Regions from separate parts of the Zea mays genome. Here all the other regions are linked to region 6. The links are chromatin contacts, called in public Hi-C maps. All regions are on one chromosome and are shown on one strand. Each heading gives the region's core, a stretch centred on a gene start, on an enhancer-like site or on the middle of the called end of the contact. The rest is flanking DNA. Distances are from core to core; before and after follow the strand shown.

The links. A called contact is a pair of places that touch in the nucleus more often than the background predicts.
Region 1: a contact with region 6 is called in a Hi-C map of leaf, with 9 times the contacts expected there. The contact joins the promoter of LOC100281148 here to the promoter of LOC103649930 in region 6. A contact is called at or near these places in 9 of 25 Hi-C or Micro-C datasets (bundle sheath, ear, endosperm and 3 more).
Region 2: a contact with region 6 is called in a Hi-C map of leaf, with 9 times the contacts expected there. The contact joins the promoter of LOC103649936 here to the promoter of LOC103649930 in region 6. A contact is called at or near these places in 3 of 25 Hi-C or Micro-C datasets (ear, leaf and tassel).
Region 3: a contact with region 6 is called in a Hi-C map of leaf mesophyll, with 3 times the contacts expected there. The contact joins the promoter of LOC100272990 here to the promoter of LOC103649930 in region 6. A contact is called at or near these places in 5 of 25 Hi-C or Micro-C datasets (ear, leaf, leaf mesophyll and 1 more).
Region 4: a Hi-C map of tassel shows a contact between it and region 6, with 3 times the contacts expected there. The contact joins the promoter of LOC100283905 here to the promoter of LOC103649930 in region 6. A contact is called at or near these places in 2 of 25 Hi-C or Micro-C datasets (ear and tassel).
Region 5: a contact with region 6 is called in a Hi-C map of leaf, with 7 times the contacts expected there. The contact joins the promoter of LOC100272796 here to the promoter of LOC103649930 in region 6. A contact is called at or near these places in 4 of 25 Hi-C or Micro-C datasets (endosperm, leaf, leaf mesophyll and 1 more).

The regions. Positions count from the first base shown.
Region 1 is chr3:32,338,190-32,342,117 of Zm-B73-REFERENCE-NAM-5.0, forward strand. LOC100281148 reads left to right here and starts at 1,259. Exons shown (of 3, transcript NM_001174200.2): 1 at 1,259-1,504; 2 at 1,620-1,772; 3 at 1,888-2,220. The coding sequence starts at 1,335. The coding sequence ends at 1,981. LOC100273036 reads left to right here. Exons shown (of 7, transcript NM_001147485.2): 6 at 199-341; 7 at 625-957. The coding sequence ends at 675.
Region 2 is chr3:33,698,413-33,702,582 of Zm-B73-REFERENCE-NAM-5.0, forward strand. LOC103649936 (small G protein signaling modulator 1) reads right to left here and starts at 2,565. Exons shown (of 12, transcript XR_004857105.1): 1 at 2,033-2,565; 2 at 1,611-1,939; 3 at 1-89.
Region 3 is chr3:32,126,128-32,130,479 of Zm-B73-REFERENCE-NAM-5.0, forward strand. LOC100272990 reads right to left here and starts at 2,336. Exons shown (of 8, transcript NM_001147441.1): 1 at 2,062-2,336; 2 at 1,186-1,537; 3 at 871-1,099; 4 at 572-717. The coding sequence starts at 1,517. It overlaps LOC100384527 (C-type lectin receptor-like tyrosine-protein kinase), which reads left to right and starts at 3,461. Exons shown (of 4, transcript NM_001322116.1): 1 at 3,461-3,668; 2 at 4,222-4,352. The coding sequence starts at 3,587.
Region 4 is chr3:33,646,019-33,650,306 of Zm-B73-REFERENCE-NAM-5.0, forward strand. LOC100283905 (protein AATF) reads right to left here and starts at 2,232. Exons shown (of 12, transcript NM_001156803.2): 1 at 1,924-2,232; 2 at 1,055-1,229; 3 at 882-956; 4 at 661-771; 5 at 493-532; 6 at 337-400. The coding sequence starts at 1,114.
Region 5 is chr3:32,503,058-32,506,909 of Zm-B73-REFERENCE-NAM-5.0, forward strand. It overlaps LOC100272796, which reads left to right and starts at 2,341. Exons shown (of 4, transcript NM_001147249.2): 1 at 2,341-3,064; 2 at 3,792-3,852. The coding sequence starts at 2,478.
Region 6 is chr3:33,071,523-33,075,704 of Zm-B73-REFERENCE-NAM-5.0, forward strand. It overlaps LOC103649930 (nipped-B-like protein B), which reads right to left and starts at 2,252. Exons shown (of 4, transcript XR_563803.4): 1 at 1-2,252.

The DNA of each region.
Region 1 (3,928 bases), core at 9-2,508, 730 kb before region 6:
TCTTCCATAGTTTTTGGCACATCACTTGGTAATATGGTTATTTGCTAATGGTCTAAAACTCCAATTGTTCACATATATTTATACTCTATAAATGGCCTAAATTTTCTTCCTTGCCATCTAGCTAGTGATTTATCGTCTAATTTTTGGAGATGATTCTCGCTTTACTGTTCTTATTATTTGTTTCATTTGACGTTGCAGAGCTAGATGCTTTGGAGTCTGATATGGAATTTGACTCAGCTGCAGTCCCCTCATATCTTCAACCAGATTCTGACTTTGATGCTGACCTCAACTTACCTGCTGCACCAAGTCGCCCTGCAATGGTCCCAGCAGGCGGGCTGCAGGTGATTTATTTGCACAACATTCTTAACTTAGTGTGGTTCTGATTTTTTTTACCCATTGGGAACGAACCAACATTAAATTCAAAATATCTCTGACCTGATGTAGTATTGGTTTGAGTAAAGCACACCATGTAATTTACCAAGATTTATTTTGATGTTTCATTGCATTTGCCATCAAGAATTTGCTTGTTTGCCTAAAAAAAACACGCTTTACCACTTTATTCGGCTAGAAGTTTGCTTGGCTGAGGTGGTAATAAGGGTTATTTGCTTCTTATCTGATGTGCAGGAGGATGAGCTAGGATTGCCAGCGGTGCCTCGGGCATCACTTCGCAGTTAGAAATAATCTTGTGTTTCGATTTTAAGTTGGTGTGAAAACTCTGTAGTTTGTGTCTGAGTCTGAACAATCTAATGCTTTTCGTCATGGTAATGCTTCAGTTTATTGCACTTCCTGTTGCTGCTGACGTTTCAGGTTCCTTTTTTTTGTCATTCTGGAATTTTTCATCTGTCACCTGTCACTTGAGCCGTGTTTGTTTGCAAGTACACGTCACTATACAGCAATTATTCCAGGGGAAAAAATCACTGTACACACCAGTAATTCTCCAAGACAAGTCGGCAGAGTGAACAGAAGACTGAGGGGAAAATATCTTGGAGGCTGTTGTATTCTTGCAATGCAGTATCCTTTTTGCTAGCAATAGCACTCCCTTTTGTTTACAATAATTGAGGCAAGATAACTATCAGGATCAAAGGTGGAAATATCTTTTCCAAGGGGTTCAAAATATCAGGCAACAGGGGTGAGCGGGTCCCCCTTCTCCTTGGTCCAAGAACACCGGTAGAGGGGTACCACATACCAGAATCTTATCCAGAGCAGGGAACCCCTCCTGGCCCTGCAGTATATAACGGAGGGGGTCACCACACAAAATAGATAAGCGTTCCAGATCGTACTGGACCAATCTGCCACCACACTTTGATCACACACAGGAAGTTGAGATCAGAAAAATGCAGGCTGCCGCTACTGCCGCCGGGTTCTCGGCCGTGCTGCCCGCCAAGGGCAGGCCGGCGGCGAGGAGCAGGGTGGTGGCCCGTGTCCCCGCCACAAGGAGGAGCGTCCGTGTAGCTGCCGTCGTCGCGACCGAGGCCGCGCAGATCGACTACAGCTCAAGCGTCTCGTACGTGTTCCCTGGCCTTGATCAACAAACAACCAGTCGGTGTAGAGCTAAGTTCTGGATGGTATGGTTAGAATTTGGGTCGGTGACACTGACACGCATGTTGGTGACGCTGCAGGGTGTTCCCGATGGAGGCCTGCGACCTGCTTGGTGGCGACGCGTGCAACGGGCCCATGTTCCCGGAGGCCAAGCCCGCCTCGGCGGCGGCGGCGGCGAGCAGGAGTGTGGTCGGGGTGGACAGGGACTACCTGTCCTACGACGAGCCAAAGACGTAAGCAGCAGCTAGCAACTAGCATAGGATAACCCAGCTTTTAGCACCATCTGTTCTTGGTGATTCGTCGAGGCAGCAAACTAACTGTGGCCATGGTGAATCCACTGGACTGCAGGGTGTTCCCGGGCGAGGCGTGCGATGACCTTGGCGGCGAGTTCTGCGAGGCGCCGTACCAGGACGGCGTCTCCAAGGAGCTGGCGCACGCCTGAAGACCCTGATCCATCCATTTCTGTCCACCACGCTATGTACGTATGTGTAGCAGATGGTTTACATCTACGTGTTAGAGCCCGGAGAGCTGGAGAAGCTAGCTAGCGTGCTTACAGAATAACAGCAGCCAAGCAAAGCCAAGGGTGTGTATATAATAGGCATGCCTTGGGTTGTGTCAGCTGCGACTGTATGTATAGTTTAAACCAAGATGAAATGGTACTGATGGTGATATTCCGTGTTTTACGATACAAAGGCTAGAAAATAGATTTTGCCTGGATATCAGATAGCTTTCAACTACCACAAAATATTATTTCTACCTGAAACATTGACCGCGTTGATTTATTTCAACTACTGCACAATATTATCCTACAAAAAAAAGGTAAGCGCAGAACTAGGTTAGCTGTAGCCTGTGCCCTGTGGCCACCAAAGCATGAATTTCAGTACTGAATTACTAGCTCCAAGCAATGCCCAACAATACTGAGTTAGCTAGCTATTCGTTTTGTACATGTCAGCAATAGTCTTAATTATGTGGCAGAAAGAGAAAGCAGAAAAAAACAAAGAGCTAGTGAGCACTCCGTCGCTCGTCTCGCACAGAAAAAGAGGGCCAAATCGTTAATCTTATCGCTTGCTACTATCTATTTGGCACACGTTCTTGCTGCTTGAGTTTAGATCCACTTTGGACAGAGCCACCTCCCACCCTGCCTGTTGCGAACTGCTCCAGTGTCGTATTAGTTATCCTTTAGTACAGCGATATGTCTTCAAAATATAACTTTGACCAATTATTTTGTTAAAACCCAAATAAACTCTTAATACAATTATACTTTTATAACCTTGAGCCCATTAGAGGTGCGACTAAGTGTCACGCACGTCTCTAACCTCTATTTTAATAGCAGACACCACCACATTAGGATTTGAGTTTTGATTAGATCATATCTGTCATCGAACATTTCGTCGTTCATCGGTTTGTGAGACCTCAACTCGTAATCAACACAGTTTTGGTTGTGTTCTATCTGTTCTTGCTTGTGTTCTTGATTGCGTTTGCAGGGATAAGCCTTCGTGGCGAAGTCACTTATGTGTAACGGGTGATAACCAACGGGGTCGTGGTGTAGTGATTGCGAGGATTCGTTCGCTCGGAGCCTTGGATCATCAGTCGAAATCTCCGCCCAATCAAGTTATCATACCTCACGGAAGATCGTGCCTCATCCTCTATCAGGAGAGGCTAGGGACGACGTTTGAGGGGGCCAGGTCAGTAGCAGCGAGTGAAGTTGCTAGGGCTGCGGCTTCCGCTGCCCGGGAGGTGGCCAGGCCGTCGCCGGCAGTAGCCACGCCTGGGCTGGTCGGGGCGACAGTTAGGGTGGCAACGCCCACGGCCAGGGCCGCGTCGGCGTTCGGGCCTGTGGGAGAAGGGGAAGGGCTGGCATGACGAGGAGCAGCGGTGTACCGACGGGGAGGTATGGCGGCGGCTACCGGGGCCGGTGGCAGGAGGGAAAGGAGGGCCAGCAGAGGGGCAACGACGACTAGAGGTGAGGAGGGAGGGAGGCAGAAGAGAAAAATCTAGCTTTTATACCATGTGGGAAACCCTAATCCTATATTAGGTTGGATGTTGTATTAATAAACTTGAGTTAACTGGGCCTGGCCCATTACATGTGGATGAGGGAGTAATTACACAGTAAAAACCCCAAACCCTAAATGAGTATTCTAACATATAGTATATCTTGGTGTTGTCTATGCACTTGAAACATTAAAAACTACCTTCTAGACAATATACAGTAATGCTAGCCTTTTCTGGTAGCTCCAAGAGTGACGTTGGATCTTTCTAGCTAGCAGTTAACTAGGACCATTAATCACATCCTTATAAACCCAACAAAATACTTCCATTAGTTATTTCGCATTCTGTTTTGTCGGTTAAGACACAATGTAGTGCACGATCAGATTTAATATAGATAGTC
Region 2 (4,170 bases), core at 1,315-3,814, 630 kb after region 6:
ATGAACTTAAGGGCTTTACGGAAACATATAGCCTTCCCGTCACTGTCAAAACACGCGTGCCATCTTTCTGGTTTCAGCATTCTGTTTCCCTGCACGGTTGCGGATAGAAGAAAACATTGTCAATAGTGAAGGAGAGAAGTTAAATGATGTGACATGTGTTGATACTTGCTAATAGTTTCATGTACTCCTGTAGCCAAATTGATGTGACCATTCTTTTATTATGGTTTATAGTTCACCTAGATTATAATTTAATTGGATGATGGATACTATTGTCATCCTCAGCTTTCTGGTTCCAGATTAGTAGTGTTCAAGATGTGCCCTCCTTAAAAATTGCAATTCATATTAAAATATGAATTATAATAAAGGGATGAAGCGAGTGCATCATTGATCCCACAACACTCTATTTGGGGTTACAGATGAATGGGAGAACATCTATAACATCCTAAATAGCAATTCAAATTTAGGAATGATTTTACCCTGCGAGGTATCTTATGCCGCAATAAATGTTGTAAGTGATCAGTGATTCTATAAGCAGCACAAATGCTATTGTAAACAAGGCATGATGTCTCAATAGTGTCATGGAAAAATACTAAATATAGGCAATACAAGTATGAACTCAACGATAAAAAGAAGGTTGTAAGGCTGTCTCCAGCAACGAACCCTAAATAGTCCTGTACTCTAAATTTAGAGGATGAGACGTCCGCTATCGGCTCCAGCAGCAACCTGTAAATGGAACTGTAAAATAGCGGACGACTTTGACGAGCGCTAAAGCCAGAGCGTACTTGTTCATCCGCTATCCTGCTCTCACATGCAGTCCAGCCTCTTCCTCTCTCTACTTTTTCTCCTGCGCTTGTCAGATGCCGTGCAGATGCCATGCAAATTTGTCTGCTATTGCTTGGTTGTAGTCGGTTTTAAAAATTAATTAGTCTCTAATTAATTCTTGGATCACATGAATGATTTTTTGTTTCCGTGCGTATGATAGGAAATACATAATACATTTTTTTGTAAATAATATGATCGATGAGTAATTTGTATATAAAATGAAAATGTATTGTAAGAAGTATTTTTATTTCGCAACATAAGTTAATTAATTTTTTATAAGTGACATGTAAAAATAATGTGTATTATAAAATCCGGTACACTATAGATATAGAGGACCGAATTTAGGGGACGTTGTTGGAGATGAAAAAGATATAGAGAATAGAATCTTTTAGAGCGTGCTGTATAGGACAGAGAATATTCCTTTAGGGGATAGAATTTAGGGGACGTTGCTGGAGATAGTCTAAACCCTGCTACTCTAGGCACCATCTATACCATGCGCACTGATTACCAAATAGTAACAATGAGCTATCACTATGCAAGATGTGATTAGTGCCATGTCATTAAAGGAATGTGACCAATACATTCCTTGCCGAGAATGATCATCACACAAGGCTTACAAGCGGTGTAGTGGCACCGGTTGGGGGTGTCAGCCAATGTCACTGACAAGGGAGCAACAGATACATTGGCATTGTCACCGGCATGGAGTATTGATACCTATCAAGCAATCCATAGTATATAGTACTACTACTAAACAGCAGAACTAATTTACTATAAGGGTCAATAGCAACCTTAACTGGGGAGGGATTGAGGCAGGGGTCGCTGATGTCACGAACAAGGGAGCCCACCCCGCGGTGGAGGCTGGCCATGGCGCCGCCCGGGCGGCCGCCGGCGCCGCACATCCACTTAATGTAGTCCCCGCCGGCGCCATCGTAGCTGGACTTCACTTGGGGCATCGGGGTTCCAGTAACTCTAAAAGCCTCCGGACAGCCAAACCGCGCCCGGCACCTCGGCTAAACTGATCTTGAGCGCTGAAGACGAAGGCGAAGCGAATCGAACCCAAGCAGGATTGTTTGGATTGCCGGGCGGCGCACCAAAGTAAGCAAATCCGCAACCAACTCTGAATGGTGAGAGAAGAAGATTTAGATTAGGTTGCGAGAAAGCCAGTCCCTAGTGCAATCCGTCCAAGCAACCTCGAGGGGCGGTTACCGACACGAGAAGGAAGAGATCGTGGCAAGTGCGGGTGGATGGATCTCCACTCCACGCCAGTCCAGGCGCAGCAGAGGGCAGCGACGAAGTAGAGGACGGGGATGCCTCCCCACAAGAGAAGGCTGTAGCTCAAAGCCCCGGTTAGCTGTATAATAACCGCGTGGTCCGCGCCGCAGGCGGCAAGGTCGCCGACGACGCCGCACGACTGATTATAGCGGCGTAGAATAGAATCGCGGGGAGGGGCAAGAGAGAGAAGACGGAGAGGAAAACCCTCGTGTCGAGTCGAGTCGAGTCCCCCTCGGACTCGCAGAATTCCGGTTTTGTCCCTATGTCCACGGCATAACAATGGTGCAGAGGTTAGTGGGTGTAGGGGGGTTTATGTCATGAACAGATCCACACAGCACCCATGGTACGGTTCGGCCAGATTGGTCTGGCCGTCTGGCTGGTCCGAGCGCGTGGTTCACTTCTCGCTGTCGTTGGGAGTTTTTTTTTCTTTTTGAAAAAGACGCGACAGATAGTTAGGAACTACTATCCGCAACGATTTCTCTATGTCGGTCTCTAAATTTTATATCATCCTCTCAAATTCAGTCCTCCTAAAGCTCCCGCAGCTTCCCTCTAAATTCATCCCTCTACACAATGCACTATATTTCTAATACCTTTTAAAATATATTTTTCACATATATTTGTTATAGTCTGAAATGGTGTGTACATATTGATATTGGTTTTCTTTTTAATTCATAGTTTAGAGTATAAAAAAATTAAGGGGAAAACAACACCTTAAGGGCTAGTTTGGGTACTCTAGTATTGAAGTGGTTTTGAAGGATCGAAGAGTGTATAAATCCCTAATAGATCAAAAACTCCCACAATACATCTGAATCCACTCTAATCCCTTTTATTAATAGAGTACCCAAACTAGACCTAAAGGTTGGTTTAATGACAAGTAAATTGCATGGGTCATCACTTACTATTCAATTGAGGAGGGCATACTCCTAAATTTAGCTAAATTTAGGATATTCTTTATGACCAATTGATGCGACTTTAGTATGGCCCTAGAGCTTTAGGTTCTTTTGAGGTTTTGTGGTTAAATATAAAGTATATAAGTTATGTTAGTCTACATATTATCATATTAGAACATGGTCAAAATGACAAAATTATGTTTATCATATATATAGACATATATTATATTTAAAATTCTATATCGACGAACAAACATGGTATGTGCGAGAAGTATCTATAACCTGCATTGAATCATGGCACAAAAGAAGTGCCTCGGTGCGGGTTTCATCTGCTCTTCCAACGGTTGAGAATCATTATGTCTTCCTTTTCGTTCTCTATAAAACTCTTATCTTCCGTCTTTTATTAATATTGTTGTGAATTGCTATTTTTATGAACTGTCAATCTATTTAATGTCCACTAGTACAATACATGTATATTGCGACGGCATACCAATGTATAGTGTAACAGGCGAGAAGATATGAGTTGAAAAAAAATCACGTGCCCCTTTTTATAACTCGATTAACCGCTCATCCTTCTTCAGCTAGCAAAGTGATACTATATAGGAGTGTTGTGTTGTGTTGCGTTGTGTTGTGTGTGACTTTTTTATCGGGTTAGGCTTAAGTGTTTTCAAGTGAAATCTAGTAGGTAACAACCCACGTCATTTGATGATGCACGACAATGGTGGCATGTGGAAACTAGTGCTTTATAGGAGTATTAGCAAAGTATTTGTACGTTGCTATGTTTTTTATTTATGCTTAAGTATAGTATATAAAATTCAAAGAAATATGTGTTGTGTTAGCTAGGTAAGTGTGGATAAGTTTGGAGCTAAAAATTATGGTTCGAATCTTTATTTATATATAATTTTATCTTTTTATCATTCAAATGCAGGGGGCACAATAACAGTGGACGTCAAACATAAAAACTGGTGTTACATATAATGTTTTATATAGTAGAGAATGACACTTTCACTAAGATCGGTCCAATCATATATACTTTGCAATTGTCTACCGCTCAATTCTTATTATGCTCCATTTGCATATCGATAATTAGAGGACGTGGAATTGAATTGGGTTCAATTACAAATCAGTCATGGTATTGAAATGAGTTGCAATTTCAATTCTGTTGTTTGGATGTCACTGAATTGGA
Region 3 (4,352 bases), core at 1,086-3,585, 950 kb before region 6:
AAAACTAAGAATGTTCAGATACACAACATGAACAAAATTTGCACTTTGAAAGAGCACAGCTATGCAGGAAGCTAGCTCAATATACAGTTAAAATATCAATGTAACATCTGCAGAATTCATTTTATTTGCTCCCTTAGACCATAATGCACACTTTTGGCGTCCAGACTAACACACTCCTATATACAGAGGGGGTAGCAAAAGAAACATATGTGGTAGAAATATCTTTGTGTGTTAAATCAACAGCACATATCTTTTGTTTTTCTAATCCTGGTATGACTCATCATTAGGGGGTGCAAATGGTACGGATGTTTTCTGGCCATATCCAAGCTCGAATTCGTTTAGAGTTAAAAATCCATCCGTATCTGAGTCGGATAAACTATATCCAAAACCGTATCCGCATCCGAATACTGAAATCATATCCATATTCTAATCCAAGAAACAATATAGCTATCCATGTTCATATCCGTAGGTATCCAACCATTTGCACCCTAGTAATCATAGTATTTTCTTAGTTTGCTGATGAAGTGAATAAAAACATTTGAGGGAAATAGTTAAGAGCCAACAGACATACCAGCAGTCCCCAAGCATTCCTAACACAGCTCCAAGCTGTGAACATAGGTCTAAGTTATCTTCTGAAGATTTTAACTCCTCCCTGATGTCGTCTGCACACATAGTGAGCCTTGACTTTGCACTTTCAATGTTTCGGGCACGAAAAGCCTAGAGCCAAACAGTTAAGGCCTTGTTGTAAGTTGTAACACCAATATTGTAAATAAATCCATGAATAATAGACAATGATTAGTTATTAAAATTTATCAGGTTCAAGAATCTATTTCAACATAAGAGGCTAAAGCAGTTAACTTAATTACTGACCCTCATAGCTTGCTGCACCAGAAAAGCCCCTCTCTCCATGGAAACATCCTCATATATGACTTTGTTCTTGCCATCTGCTGCTTCCACATCCCCTGCAGCATGTGATCGCTTGATTCTGGCATGACCATCAATGAAGCGGTCAACAAGAGCTTGAAGTTCCGCATCAGGCTCAATACCCTCTATATCAGCACCACATAGTGGGCAGTCTTTAAAGCGTGATATACATGCCCTGCCAAGGAAATCCAGTAAGAACCTATTGAAGCAACGAATGAAACACAAAATGCAATTGAGCTGGATGTGAGGCACGAAACACACTTGCAAAATTTATGGGCACACGGCTTGCATTTGCTACTTTCATGGAGTAGTGCCTGGCAGACAATGCAGCTAAGCGGACCCAGCTTGAAAGTGTTGGAGTCATAGCCGAATGGGCATTTTGCTGGTACGACACGAGGATCGGTGCCCTTTTCTTCACCATGATCACCACTTTCCTTGAGCTTGCTACCATGATCCTTGCCAGTGACAGGGCATACACCACTGATGCTCTTGTCAGATTTTGCAGGGCACACCCCAGTGTTGCTCTTATCAGATTTCACAGGGCATACACCACCACCAGTGGTGGCTCCCGCGAAAGGGCAGATCGAGCTCATGATTATTCACTCGTCCTTCCCTGCACAAAATGAGATAAGAGACATGAAGTTGCAGACCAAATTTATCATATGATAGCGCAACAGAAATCCTATATGTATGTGTGCATAAGTAGAGTCCAGGTATTGGTGCAGAAGCGGATTGTGGGAATCAAATCCCTAGGGTTGGATCTCGAATTAACCACATCACCACATAGTGAGAGTGAGATTATCGATCTAGTCGGCCAGGAAGAGCAAACTACAAAAAAAATGTTGTTGGGCAAGCGAAGTCTCAGAGATCCAAATGATAGCATGAGCAATTCAATTCGATGGAATTGAGGAATACGAGGCGAGCAAGCATTGAGGCGTTCGGTTGCAATTGGGTTGGTTAGCGGCACAAAAGTGATGTGAGAGGGGCAAAGTTCAGTGCAATAGAGAGGAGTTTGAGCATTGGAACGCAAGTTTTTCTAAGGTAAGTTTTCAAAATTTGAGTCGTATGGACCAAGTTTCGGACAAACTAACTTCAATTCGATTCCAAACCAGGTGGGAGAGGGCGAGAATCACCCACCGCGGCTACTCGCCTTCCCCCAGCCGACGCCGAGAACAGGCCTGCCGTGCACCTCTGGACGCGAGCTCTGCCGACGCCTCCGGTCTTCCCCCACCAAGCCACCGCACTGGCACGCCGCTGCTGCCGGCGTCCTCTCGCACGGGGAGACGAGACACCGCGATGGCTCGGACGGCGATTTGCGTTGCGGGTGGATGTAAGGGCACCCGGTCCTAGGAGAGATTAGAGAGATGTGTCAGATTCCGCGGCGCGGGCGGGGCGGGGAGATCGACGACGACGCGACGGCGATGCGATATTCTGGTTGTTGTTGGTGGTTTGTCCCCTTTTCCTCTCTCTTTTTTTCTTTTTTTTCTTTTTTTTATTTTTTGAGGTGGACAAGGTTGAAGTAGTGCTGGGAATTGGGCCGTGCCGGGCCGGCCCGGCCCAAGCCCATCGTGCTTAGTGCCAAACGGGTTCGGGCCAAGAAAGCCCAAACAATTTTTGGGCCGTGCCGTGCCAGCCCGAAGTGTAAAAACAGTGGCCCAGCCCGGCCCTAAACCACGCCGTGCCTTCGTTGGGCCGTGCCGGCCCAAGCCCGGCCCGTATATTTGACCACATAAAATCAAAATATTATAACCATATAAAGTTCATATCTTACTAAATTAAAGATATTAAACAATTATAGCATCATTTAACCACATAAACTCTAAATATAACAACAATATAAAGTCAATATCTTACTAAATTAAAGAGATTAAACAGATTGGGCTTAATTGGGCCGTGCTGGCCCAAGCCCGGCCCATCTATGCGTGCCGTGCTGGGGGCCCGACGGGTCAGAATTTGAGGCCCGGCCCAGGCCCGCCTTCGGGCCGTACTAGCCCGGTCCATATTATTTCGTGTCGGGCCGTGCTTTGGGCTCTTATTTTCGGGTCGTGCTCGTGCTGGCCCGAAAAGCCCGGCCCAGATTCCCAGCACTAGGTTGAAGGTTGCTATTTTCGGGCAAAGGCGGCGGCGACGAGCTCCAGCACCACGAGTCGTGGGGGGAAGGCCTGGTAAGATGGCATCGAGGCTCGAACGGTTAGATGTGTGCCACGTGGATGATCCGGCGACCACGCTACGACCACCGTTAACGTGTACTCTGTTTTTCTCTCGCACGAAAAAAGAAAGAGAGGAACATGGGCTGGGCTGGGTCTGCCAGAGAACAAAGGTCGACCCAGCCCGCTTGGCGGGTGTGGGCTCCTCCGGTTTCCTGCTGCTCTCTGGGCCCAGCGGCAGACAGCGGGGACAGCAGGCTTGAATGCGCTGCCCGGTAGTCAAGGCGGGAGTGGGAGCGCTTCTGCCTTTGGTTTGGTGCGCCCTCATTTATGACGCGCGCAATCTTCACTGTCTTCAGTCATCGTCAGAATTTCCTTCTTTTTTTTTTCCTTCCCCAACTTCTCCCTGCGTCGGCCGAGGCTGCGGCGACTGACCACAGCTTTCGACCCTTTCCAGTGGAGGGAACGGGGTTAGCGAGCGGCCTCCGCTGCGACGGCAACGGCGTGGGAGGGCCATGGCGGCCCCCGCGCTCGCCTTCCCCATGTTGCTGGCTGCCTCACTGCTCTCCGTCGCCGCTCCTGCGCTGGCTCGAAGCCGTGAGTCACCCTCTCTCCCTGTCGCTCCGCCCCCTCCTTTCTCCCTTCTCCCTCCTCCTTGGAAGGCAACTAGATCCACCGCTTCTTATTTTAGCCACCAATTCTAAAACGAGCCGCGAACGTATTATTTTGTTTGCCGCCATGGCGTCATGTATGTGCCACGCTGTCCCTAAGCCACCCAAGAGACGAATTACCAAATTGATATGACTCCTTGTTCTAACCTCTTGTGCTGCATGCCTGCTGATTCTCGAACAATATGGAGGTGCAAACTGTCTTCTAGTTTTGGATGGGGATTTTGCCTTCACCACAAAGAGACACGAGGAAATGTAGACAACGACCATTTGTTACTTCACTTTCCTCTTTAGCTCTTCTTTACACTTTGATCTGGCCATGACTCTGCGATTTTCCGTCCACACCTAATATATTGTTTATGTTGGTTGTTGAAACACAACTTTCGGCTTCCCAATTCGTTATGCGGCCTGTGTGCATCATCATATGGCCCCTATCAGTAATTTTTTTTAGCTTTGACATCAACAACTTCGACTTTGTGCAGCATCTTGCCCTGATGGTTGGCAAGGCGGCCCTGTTCAGAACAGATGCTTCATGTACATATCAGCCTCCCTTTCTTGGGATAGATCCGAGGCTGTCTGCCATAACTACAGCGGGCATCTTGCTGCAGTATCA
Region 4 (4,288 bases), core at 982-3,481, 570 kb after region 6:
TATTAAAAAACGAACTCTATTAGGAAGCTAGAGCAAACTTCAGTTACGCATAAAAGAAATGCAATTGCCGAGACGTGATAAGCATTTCAAGTACTCATACTCAGGTGATTATCACAAGTAGACAAGTAGTTACTTGAAATCATAGGGATGTAAGCAGCTGAAAATAAACAAATGCTTAGTGTCCTGTAGTGTTTTTCAAGCGCTAGCCAACTTCTAAGTTATACTGATTAGACCGTTGAGGTCCAAATGTTGATGAGAACCCCGTTCCCCAGTCACCAGTCCATTTTTTTTTTCAAGCACTAATGGTTGGTTAGTTATTTCTGTTGCAAAATTTACCTTGCCTGCAATCTCTGTACTTCTGACCACTCGTCATTGTCTCCATTTGAGGCAGAAGGAATTTCTGGGGTCAAGTAAAGAGTTGTGTTATGAACATATAGATGGGATGTCATAGTTTTTACAGTAGAACAAGAACAGTATAGAGAGCAGCAATACCATTGGCATCCTTTGTAGCCTGATTACTCTCAAGCAAAGCCTATAGGTAGTTTAAGAGGTTGAGTACAATGAGAAACATTTCAATTATTATTTGCAAAAGAAACATTTTGATCATATTGAGGAAAATCATAGGAGTGAAAGGAAAACAATGTGTGCAACTAACTGAACCTCCTGCAGCTCCATCATGCTGCTCAAAGTATGTTTCGTCGAATTCAAAAGATCATCATATGCTTGCTCTATCTGCTTATCATGATTGCAAAACCTTGTTCTGATGGATTCCTGCAACAGCACAGTAGAAAACAAAATGGAGTTTAGAATTCAACTTAGCCACAATCCTGCATGAAAAGGGGGGACAATTAAAAAGAACCTAGGGAGATGCTTGCTACAACCTGGGGTAACTTGTTGGAAGTAGAAAACGCCTTCTGCAGCAAGAATCTCATTTCCATGGTCTTGTCCCATATCGCCTTGAAGGAGCATAAATCAAACAAAGGTAAGAATTTTGACAAGATTATATATATGTAGCACATGTTAATACCAAGATGCAAAGAAGGTGGGTCAGCACCTTCTGGTTTTTGACTGCTTGACCTCTCAAGGCATCCTCCTCTCTGTGTTCGTTCATCATCTTTCAAACTATATCTATACAAGGCTTCAGTTGAAGAATCCCCAAATTTGGCTCTGCCCTTAGCTAGTTTGATCTCCACAGTACAACAAACTGAATGGAAGAAAACAAACCTTACCTGTTGCAAAACAAAACAAAACAAAACAGTAAAATCACTTGACTTCAGAGTTGAAACAAAACCGGTATTCACATGTGTAGCACTGATGCATATACAAATACCTTTATCAGAAACATGAAGATACGTGAATACATTATTTTCTTAATAAAAGTCACGATAGAATACATGCAAGTTTTTTTAGAAATAAATAAATGATGAAGCATACTACAATTCTAAAAGTAGCAGTGCAGCAGGAACATTCAAATTGCCCTACATTCTTGATACTGTGCTGCTTTGCTCTTATTTCCAATAAACCAAACACTCAAAATCAGGTCACGTGACCAGATGATTTGACTATGGGTGAGGGGACAAGACAGGACTACGAGAGAAGGAATTGAGAAGCAACTCGTCGCTGACTTGCAGATGGCTCACCGTGGATTTACTATGGGCAGGCAGTGGCAGACACAGAAATGAGGCAAGGGGGTAAAATCAAAAAATTATAATTATAAGGCTAGAAATCTTACTACAGTCAAACCAAAATACATAATCCTAAAATAAAGAGCACAAATAATGACATCGATTGAAAATACTTAAACAACATGGTGGTAGAAAAATACCGTACGGTGCCGTTTTTTAGAAAGTAACAGTTGGCACTCATCAATCAAAATAGGATGCGTTGATGCAACGATAATAATCAATAATCAGTAAATATTACTCGCTGTCTGGCTCACTGTGCAGTGCAGCACAGGGGCCGAACGTGCAAGGGCAGAAGCAGGGGCACTGCGGCCGCTTGGGAGCTGGGCGCCTGCTGGACAATAGACGCTGGCGAGTAGGTAGCTAGCCGAGGAAGCGAGGTCGGCCAGACCGCCTGACGGGTTCGAGAGGTAGGGGCGCCGCCACGGAAGACGCAGGCAGGCGCAGGCGCGGCCGTCGCTACTCGCTCGAGACTCGGGATTAGGTGGACGGCCGGGTGGGGGCTGGGCCGAAGGAGAGGAAACCGTGGGTGAATTCTCCGCGGGGGAATACCTCCTCATCCTCTCTCCGCGACGAAAAAAATTACTTGTAGAGATCTCCGCAAACATTTACATAACATTTCTTCTCCATCCCATTCCTACAAAGATAAATCCATCTCTATCCGCGAGGGAATACCTCCTTATCCTCTCTCCGCGACGAAAAAATTTACTTGTAGAGATCTCCGCAAACACTTACATAACATTTCTTCTCCATCCCATTCCTACAAAGATAAATCCATCTCTATCCCTATTTAAATTATAATTAAGACATACATTCTTTGTTAGTAATATTAAACATTATCACGTATACACATTGTTTAATGTAAAAAATCATATATATACATCAAAATGAACATATTTATATAATTAGTGTTCTCTTTACAAGGTAATTATTTATTTTTGTTGTTAACTAGTACACAAAAACATAGTCGCGTGTAAGTTTAACGGGTCCGCAGGGAACAGGAATGGGAAATGCTTCCCGTCTCAATCCCTGTTTACCCATCGAGGGATAAAATTTCACGTTTATATCCTCGCGAGAAAGTTTCTTCCCCATCGGACAATGTTGCCAACAGACATAGCCTTTGAGGCACCCAGATTAACCTTTCAAAAGCATCACATAGGCAGAAGCAACCCGGCTTGAGAAGATTAATGTACTAGAAGAGAAACGTTTAAATGTTGTTGTTGGTCACTTGTTCTCAAATGTTGTAAATCGAGAACAAGGCAACACAATTATTAAGTATTAAGGACCTTCGTCTTCCGAAGCATTATCTCCTCGCGAGTATAATGATCATCAGATAAAGGTCGTGAAGAACATGTCTTTATCATATTATAGATAAATAAAAATAGATAAGGATAAATATAATGAATATAACTCATTGATTCCCTCATATTTACAATCCATAAAATATGTATGAGTATCAACAGAATTTGTATTACATTGATACATTCGGCTTGCTCGAAGGTGTTGATGCGAGAAAGATTACAAAACCAGTGTGAACAGTACAGTGCTACTGTTCATCTATTTATAGACACAGGACGTAGCCTAGGTAAAAGTATATTTATGTTCCTGACATTTACTTGTGATCGTAACATAAATCATTAAGGACTAAGTAGTATTTTTTCCCTTTCGGCCAGCATCGTCATCAGTCTTCATCACCATTATAAGTCGAAGTTGTTACTCTGTCAATAGCTTCGACATTTATTCTTATCATCTTTAGATCATATCTTCATCTCGTATGCCTTCATCGTGGGGGAAAGACTTCCATCCTGAAGACGAAGCTCCCTGTAATAGCTTATGCAAAAAGCAAATGGTTAATTATGTTTTTGAGGACCTTCGGAAGAGGAAGGCCCCCAACAGTTGTCATTCAGTCAGCCCGATATCAGCAAATCTTGAGACGCTACCATGCAAAGTAAGAGCACCTAGAGGGGTGAATAGGTGATCCTGCAAAAATTAACTCTAAATAACACAAACTTGGTTTATAGTGAGTATTAGTGAAAGCTAAAACCTAGTTGGTATGAGTAGAGATGGAGAGATGAGAACTCTTCACTTGATTGCTCCTTTGAAATGTGTATCAAACTTAGGAGCAATAATACAAGTGAATATGACAACTCAAGAAGACAAAAATCACAATAGAATGAATGGACAAGAGACATGGCGATTTTATCCCGTTGTTCGGCCAATGCCTACTCCACGTTGTGGTGACCTCCTTCGGTCAAGGGTTGCACTCAACCCCTCTCAAGTGATCCAAAGATCAAACTTGAGTACCATGATTACCTTCCTTATATCAAGTCCCGGTTGTGAGGAATTTTCACAAATTGGAGTCTCTCACGCCTTACACAAATGTTTACGATCAAAACGGAGTAAGGAGGGAGTAGAAACACAAATAAGAACACAATCGCAACAACAACACACACACAAGTCGAGAAAAGAGCGCAAGAATCACAGTTTAAGAACGCGCTCAAATCTCTATCTAATAAATTGACAGTGTGGTCGCGGTCTCAGAGTTGTAGAATGCTCAAGGTGTGCTTGTGTACTACTCAATGGCGCCTAGGGGGTCCTTTTATAAC
Region 5 (3,852 bases), core at 1,091-3,590, 570 kb before region 6:
GTTTTAAGTGTTACAGGATCACCTATTCACCCCCCCCTCTAGGTGCTCTCAGTGTGTACCCTCCCTTTTATAGCCCAAGGGAGGTACGTACATGGTGACCGAGCCTCGACAAGTGGGCCCAAAATCTATTGCTAGATATGAAGTAAGTGGAGCAGCGGTTCGTGGAGAACGTGCATCTTCTCTTGGTCTTCGTGTAGATCTCCTGGCTTGCCGTGGCATTGCCCCATCTAATTGGACCAGGGCGCAGGTGTAGGTTGCGGCGTAGGCTGATGCGCTACTGCATGTAGTGGTGCTCAGGCGACATCGTCCTATCTTCTCCGCTTGTTTTCCTTTGCCTCGGTAACGCGCGAGCTACAGTGGGAGTCGTAATGATAGCAGCCCAAGCGGTACAAGGAGTCAATGGTATTGCCTCGTTAACGCATGAGTTACTGTGCGACCTATGTATTGTAGACACATCGCCTACCAATGGGGCGGGCAGGTATACGTCTCGTCCACAGTTAATGCAGAGGTGCTTTACACTTAGAGGCCGACGTCAGGCTTTCCCCGATGGCTTATGTCACATGTCGTAGAACACGTGGCAGCATCGGGCCTTGCCTTGTGTGGGGAGTAGTGACTAGGACCACCCTTTCTAGTGTCATGGGGAGGTCCTGTCTCCTCCGGTGTTGGCCAACACGTGGCAGCATCGACCCCCCTTAGGCTAGAGGTCTGAGTGGCCTGCCATGAGGGTAGGGGTTGTTCCCGAGGGTCCAGCCCTCGGGCGCAGGTGCTGAGAGCCTTGAAACAGAAATGCGCCCATGGGCCATTTCTAGTTGTTTTGGTGATCAAATGCTCAACACATTATTATGTACTAACAACTCCACATATGAGCATGAGCACATGTTTTTGTAAAGTAAATTGAGGATTACAAGAAAAAGCATCCTTTGGGCTTAGAAATGGACAGACTGAAACATCTATGGATCAAAGTGAAAAAGGTATGCTTCTAGCACTTAGTCAATTGTTTTAGGTACTAATCATGTTTGTACAAGTGCTAGGGACCATATAAAGTCGAGCCAAAAGGAGCAAAAGAAAGTTGGAACAAAAAGGAACAAGCTGGGATGGACTGGGCAGCACCGGACAGTCTGGTGCCACCCACCTGACTGTCCGGTGACCATCCTGCCGTACTGGCCACTCTCGAGCTCGGTCAGGCTTCATCGGCTAAAAATCACCGGATAGTCCACGCGGAGCGCTAGACAGTCCGGTGTGAAGACAGCCAACGACTATCTGCCACGTAGAGGATTCCCAGTACGAATACACTATACAAGACCAAGATCATGACACACCTAAGGAGCGTAGGACCATGTTCACGGGGATGGGACACCAGGGCCTACAACAAGCGTATTGGACCTCAATTCTGGCAGTGAAAGACAAGGTTCGTCTTCACCCCTTCTCCCCTATATGAATTATCCGATCGATGAAGTGATTCAGCAACCCATGAGGTGGGTGTATCAATGGGAGGAGTCTGAGTACTACCAAATGTTATTGGACTCGTGTAGTACGACTTCTGCATGGACTGGACATACTTGTGTGGAGTATAAAAACAATGGATGCGTGAGCAAGATATTATGTTTCTCTCGTTGGAGGGGTATAATACGCCACACAATCAGTAGAATGCACACCCGTGGGAATGATCTTCACCAGAGGGTGCATTGTATCTTCGATGTTATTTGTGAACTATAAAATTGTGACATATAATGTATTTGAACTACTAAATATTGTTATTGGACTTATGATAACATTTGGACCATTTTTTATTCAATTAATGTGACCTAAACATGCTTTTATTTGCCAAAAAACAAGAGGTTCGGTTTCGCCTGATCTGTTGTTGGTTTATCGGTTTTGGAACCGATTAATCGTCATATCGACCAATAAACCGATGATGAGACGTTTCAATTCAAAAATTGGTTTGGATTTGAATATATCAATTTCTACTGCTTTACACCAATCTATCGTGATTAATCAAATATTGGTTCCAGCCGGTTTTTAGGTAGCAACCCGATTTGGTGAACTTTGCCCTTACCTGTTACCCTAGAACTAGAAAGATCATAGAAAGATGAAAGAGTTGGGTTGGTACCATCAATGAAGATTGTACAAAATCAAGGGTCCAAATGGGTACAGTAGATAATAATTGTGGTCCAGCTGGCTCCCACGTCATGAGACCAGCCAGATCAGCCAGCAACGGTCACTTCTACGGTGCGCCGGCGGCACAATCACGACAACCACTCACTCCTCTCCACGTGGCCACCTGCCTCTTACCCAACGGCTATTTCACCATGTCCCCATCCCCAGCCGCAGCCGGCCTCCCGCGTCCCCGCCTGTCGCTAGTTCTCTCGCCTTGACCGCAGAAATAAAACGAAAAAAAAACAGCGCGCCACCGCCACCAACCAAACAGAGGAAAAGGAGGGGAGGAAGAAGCGGAGGAGAGAGAAACCCTAATCGAGATGGGCAAGCTTCTCTGCGACCCCTCCGCCGCCGCCGTCGCCGAGGCCCTGCCGCCGTCCCCAGCCCCCGCTCCGCCTCCGCCGCTCCTCGCTTGGTCCTCCCCGGCCCCGGCCTCCTCCCCCGAGGCCTCCATCTCGCCCACAGGCTGGGACGCGGTCTGGGCGCTCGAGGACCAGCAGCGCCGCCGCCTCCACCGGATCTGGGAGCGGGGCGTCGCGTGGAAACCCTCCTCGCCGGGCGCCGGCGAGGCCGCGCTGCCTCCCGTGGTCTTCCGCCTCGACCACGGCGGGGAGGTCGACGCCGATGGCAACTGCCTCTTCACCGCCGCGCGGACGGCAGCCGCTGCCAAGGCCGACGCGCGCGAGCTGAGGCACCGCGCAGTGCGCCGATTCGCCGAGGTCTACGCCGCCGCTGGGGAGGACGACAAGAACGCCGTCGACGCCGCCGTGAGGCACCTCTACGCGCCGGATCTCAAGGCCGGGTGGGGTGTCCATGTCGTGCAGGAGATCAAGGTGCTCGTGCCCAAGGCCCAGCGCCACGCGCTCGACTCCGCCATCCAGGAGCTCGTCGATCTCGGTATCCAAAGGTACCGTGCTCGCGGATCTGCCCTTGCTCGCTGCTCTAGCTCAAATCTTTTGATTTTCTCGCCACTTCAAGATCTAAAAGCCTTGTCATTTTTTTCCCGTATGCCTTTTTGATGATTTCGCCATTCTTGCTCTTGGTCTAATCAGACGCTCGTGCAATGTCGTTTTCTCGCCACCTTCGCAATAAAATATTCTCCGTTTCCCAGCCCAAAATATATTTGTTCTTGACTTCTTGAGATTATCAAAGATTATTTGGTTCAGCTAATTTACATATAGCAGTTCGTGTCTCTTTAGCCCTTCCTGAATTTCATAACACATCCACAAACACGGATTGACGAAATCTTGTGGGCTTTGGCATCGTGGAGATGCAGGACACATCGCTTCACAAGGTGTCTGCGTTGTATCCTTGAAATTAAAAGGTCAATGAAATGAAGGATGGAATCGTCCTTTTAAGTATTGCGACGCAAGTGTTGATGTAATGGGAGCCCACGCTTGTCCACCCTGTTATTTCCAATACATCACTTAATACTCCCATGTTGACCCTGGTACAGCTGTATTCCTACATCTTGATTAATCAAAGAATCTGAAGTTGTTCAGTATACTAATCAGCTTAGGTTTCCTGTACCTGCTCATTTGTGACACCCACATAGGATGGCTACTAGCCCTCTGTGCCTCCAAAATCCAGTTACGTGCTCATATATCATGTCTTCGGTGTTGACTGCCTTTCAGGGAAATAGCAGCTGAAACTATCTACAAGGAAAGATGCATCACTGTAGACAATGGGGATAGT
Region 6 (4,182 bases), core at 1,002-3,501:
CTGAAGTTCCACCTGCAGCTTTGGCCTGTGCAGCATGTGCCTGCAGTGCCTGGGCAGCCATGATGGCCTGAGCAGCTGCCATGGCAGCCGCAGAGGGCGCCAAGGGCGCATGCCCGAGAGCACTGACAGAAGTCGTGGCAGCAAGCAACGACATCAGCAGCTGTTGCGGTGGATGGGTGAACTTACAGTCAGTCTCCACCTTTGTGCACCTCCCGTTCATGTAGTCCCGGCATATCTCCCCCAGTGAAGCACCAACCCCTGGCAGGATGACTCCGCCCGAGGACCCAGCGGTGGAACTAGGCATGGCCCCGAGGAGGCTGGGGAAGGCACTGGAGGGCGCGCCTGTGTAATTGGGCATATTAGGCATGGTCTGGTTAACCATGTTGGGGTAGGCAGAGCTGACAGCAGGTAGCGCGGTGGGGAAAGCGGCTGATGGTGTGGCGGTGGAACCGCTGAAGAAGACGGGGAAGGGGCTCCCCATGACGGAGACGCCGTCAAGCTCAACGTGTACCATGTAGTTGCCGCGCTTGGGGACGACGTAGGTGACCGTGTAGGATCCGTCCCCGTTGTCCTTGACAGTGCCTTCGAGATCGTCCCCGCCGACTCCCGCAGCGGGCGAGACACGCACGTGCACGCGCGCCCCACCGGCGGTGAGCCTCCGGCTGTGGCGATCCTTGGCGACGACGGTGAAAGTGGAGGGCGTTCCGGCAGAGCCGCCAGCGATGCCAGGCCCCGCGGCGGAGCACTTGGACGGGTCGACCGGGCCTGGCAGGGCCGGAGCATCGTCGTCCGAGTCGGTGGAGGTGAGCTCGGCTGGGGAGGGTGGGGCGGGGTCGACATCGTTGTAGTCGTCACCAGACGCGGCAGCGAGGGCCTTGAAGGTGGCGTCGAAGGCGGCCTTGGCGGCGGCAGCGGTCTCCGCCTCGGACTTGAGCTTTGCCTCCTCAGCCTGGCGCACCCAGATCGGTTTGGGCGCCGCCATGAGAGCGCGGCGGCGGACGCTGCTCTCGCCTAGCTTGCCTTCAATAAGCTCAGCTGGCCGGCTAGGGTTCGGTAGAGGCCTAGAGGGGGAGCAGATGCAGGGGATGAGGGCCGAGGGGCAACGAGGAAGAGGAGGCGTGTCGGATGGGGCAACCAAGCAAGAAGGCAGAAGAGCGAAAGGCAGCCAGAATCTGGTAATGAAAGGCGGCCCAACTGGAACAGAGCCCAATAACAAAACAAAGACAATCGAATAAAAACTTCCCTTAAAATACGAGAGTAAACAAAAATGCCGTGCGTGTGCTTCGCTACCGACAAAATCACGTAGTCACAGCATCTCCAAGCCTTTTAAATTTTCTCTCGCATTTGACTTTATTTTTCTATAAAGATTACGCTCTAACATCTCACTCCAACTATCTAATTTGGCTTGGCTAGTTAGAGTGGTTAATCAAGTTTAGCTAGTGAAAAAACCAATTTAGAGAATCGAATAGCTTAGCGAGTTAGACGGCTAGTATTAGAGAGTTATTTTACTGTTGAGTTGATAAAATTATTTTACTGTTAAGTTGATAAAATTTGGCTTGACGAACCATTTGACATCCAAAGCATACTCAATCCAAAACATACTCAATTTAGTCCTTACCGAGAGGCCGAGCGGTGACCAGGGCATGGTGGACCCCGAGCCGGAACGCGACAACCTCCAATTCATGAATGTAGCCGGCGATAGGCGTCATCCGGGAAGTCTAGGCAGACATCTCCCTCAACCACAAAACTCCGAGATGACTGCACACGAGGTCTATGGCCGCAAACAGACCACGGTGCTCAGCGTCAAGAGCTCAGAGGCGGTCATCTGCACGCGAAATCTCCTCCAGCACCATCGATGGCGAAAAACGGAAAATCCCATGAGAAAACCGCAGGAACTGGAAGGACCGAAAATCGAGGAAGGAAGAGCACGAGCCTCACCTTCTATCAAGAACCATGACGAGGGTCCATTGACACTGCATCTTGATGTTCACACCTCGGAAAGGCCTGACTGGGCCGTCGGAGAGCTCTCCCTCGCTTTGACCGCAAGATGCTCAGGCCCCCACCATCTTACCAAGTTCAGACCCTGCCACGGCAATCCCCTTAGTAGTGGCACCTCGAGCGGCAACGCGAGCCCTGTGCCTCCTCTAAAGGCTAGGCTGCCACCGAACAACTGATGTCTAGGCTCGGGGGAGAAATTTGCTATTATGGAGATCCTCACGTGCGGCTTCGACGTTTTGGAGGCGTAGACGAGGGATTAGCTGATATGGAAAAGCAGAGAATAGGTCACTCGCTAAAACGAACAAGAACACTCTATTAATTGGTAACCTCTTTGATTAAAACCATGGATACTCACGTCGTCTACATCCGTTACCTCTCTCTAGCCGACGTTCTTTTCTCCTCTTCTCTTCCTGCGCAAATTTCTCTAGAATGCAGCAGCCGTCTTCCTCATCCTTGCAACAGCCGCTAGCCCAAGCTCCATAGTCGTCGTGCCTCCCGGTGGTCGGCCACCTCCACCACCTGGCGTTCGCGGGCGCGCTCCCGCACCGCGCCATGCGCGACCTAGCGCGGCGCCTCGGCCCGCTCATGCTGCTCCGCCTCGGCGAGCTCCGCGTCGTGGTGGCCTCCTCCGCCGACGCCGCGCGCGAGGTGATGCGGACCCACGACCTCGCCTTCGCGACACGGCCGCTCAGCCCCACCGCCATGGCGCTGCTCGGCGACGGCAGCCTCGGCCTCGTGTTCGCGCCCTACGGAGACGGGTGGAGGCAGCTGCGCAGGCTCTGCACCGCCGAGCTGCTCAGCGCGCGCCGCGTCCGCTCGTTCAGGGTCGTGCGCGAGAACGAGGTCCGTCGGCTTCTCCGCTCCGTGGCGGCAAAGGCCTCGCCGGTGCGGCAGCAGAAGCAGCAGGCGCTGGTCGACCGGAGCAGTTCTCGCCGCCTCTCCCACCTCCTTCTCGCTCCTACCGTCCGCGTGCCGCTGCAAGGGGAGTGAGTAGAGTGGAGTCTCGCATGAGCTTTTTTATGCTCCCTTGTGAAGTTGTGATGATCGTGATCCTCATCCCCTGCAGAGCAAACAAAAATCGTTTTTTTCGTGTACAAACGCGCCTGACATGTCTGGAAATCACCCCATTACATCATTCCGACGAAGAAAGGGGGAAATCAATTTATGGAGCGCGAGGACCGGGAGGAGGAGGAGCGCGGACTGGTAGGCGACCGGAGTAGCGACGACGGCGTCCTCGTCAGCTTACCGGCTCCGCCGCCGTGCCCGTCCATGCCTCCCCGCCGTCTCGCCCCCGCCGCCGCGTCAGCTCCTCTCCTGCTCTGCTTTCCCCGCGACGAACCGTGCTCTAGCTCTCTTTCGTTTCTGAACCGTGCTCTGCTTCCACCGCCGTTTCTGAAGCGAGAAGGGACAAGACGGGAAAGCAGCGAGCACTCACGGCGCTGGAACGGCGGCTGTCTCAACGGCCCTAATCGTCGTTCACTACTGGTAATGGCGTGGTCATGTCCATTTTGAAGCGTGGGTTGTCCTCTAGTTTTCCATAATAGAGAATCCCTCGCCTACGCCTCCAAATCGTCGAAGCCGCATATGAGGACATCCATAATGGCAAATGTCTCGGCTCGGGGATAACAAAACGCCCCCCCCCGACTGTTGCAAAACGGTCGCATGCCCCAAACGCCCTGTAAGGCTATCCGCAACCGTTACCCCTAAATTTTTCCCCCTATATCACTTTTTCCCCCTATTTTTCCCTCTATGTTTTCATCTTCCGCAGCGGTTCCCCCTAAATACTCCCCTATACCTCACTACAACTATAAAATATCATTTTTTATATCAACTATCAATTTTTTATCTACTAACAATTACTCGTGGACCCACAGCACAGTGTTTAGGGTGATGAACAGTGACACGCTAGATCTGAGGGGAGAGAGAAGGGGACCGACGCGTAGGGGGCGCTGTAGGGGGCACCACTGCGGCCGTAGGGTGCCCCCTACAAGCGGCATGCAAGGGAAGGGGGATGGGTGGCGTCAACCGCTGCGCACAGCCTAATAGCCATCCCTGTCCTCAGGATGTGATCCTACTCGCCAACGAAGAGATCACTACCCTCTCACGGGCAGCGTCAACACAAGGAAGTCAATGCCCCCGGGGTAGCTGTTTGCTGAAAAATAGCCCCTCGCGAAAGGGGCGCCA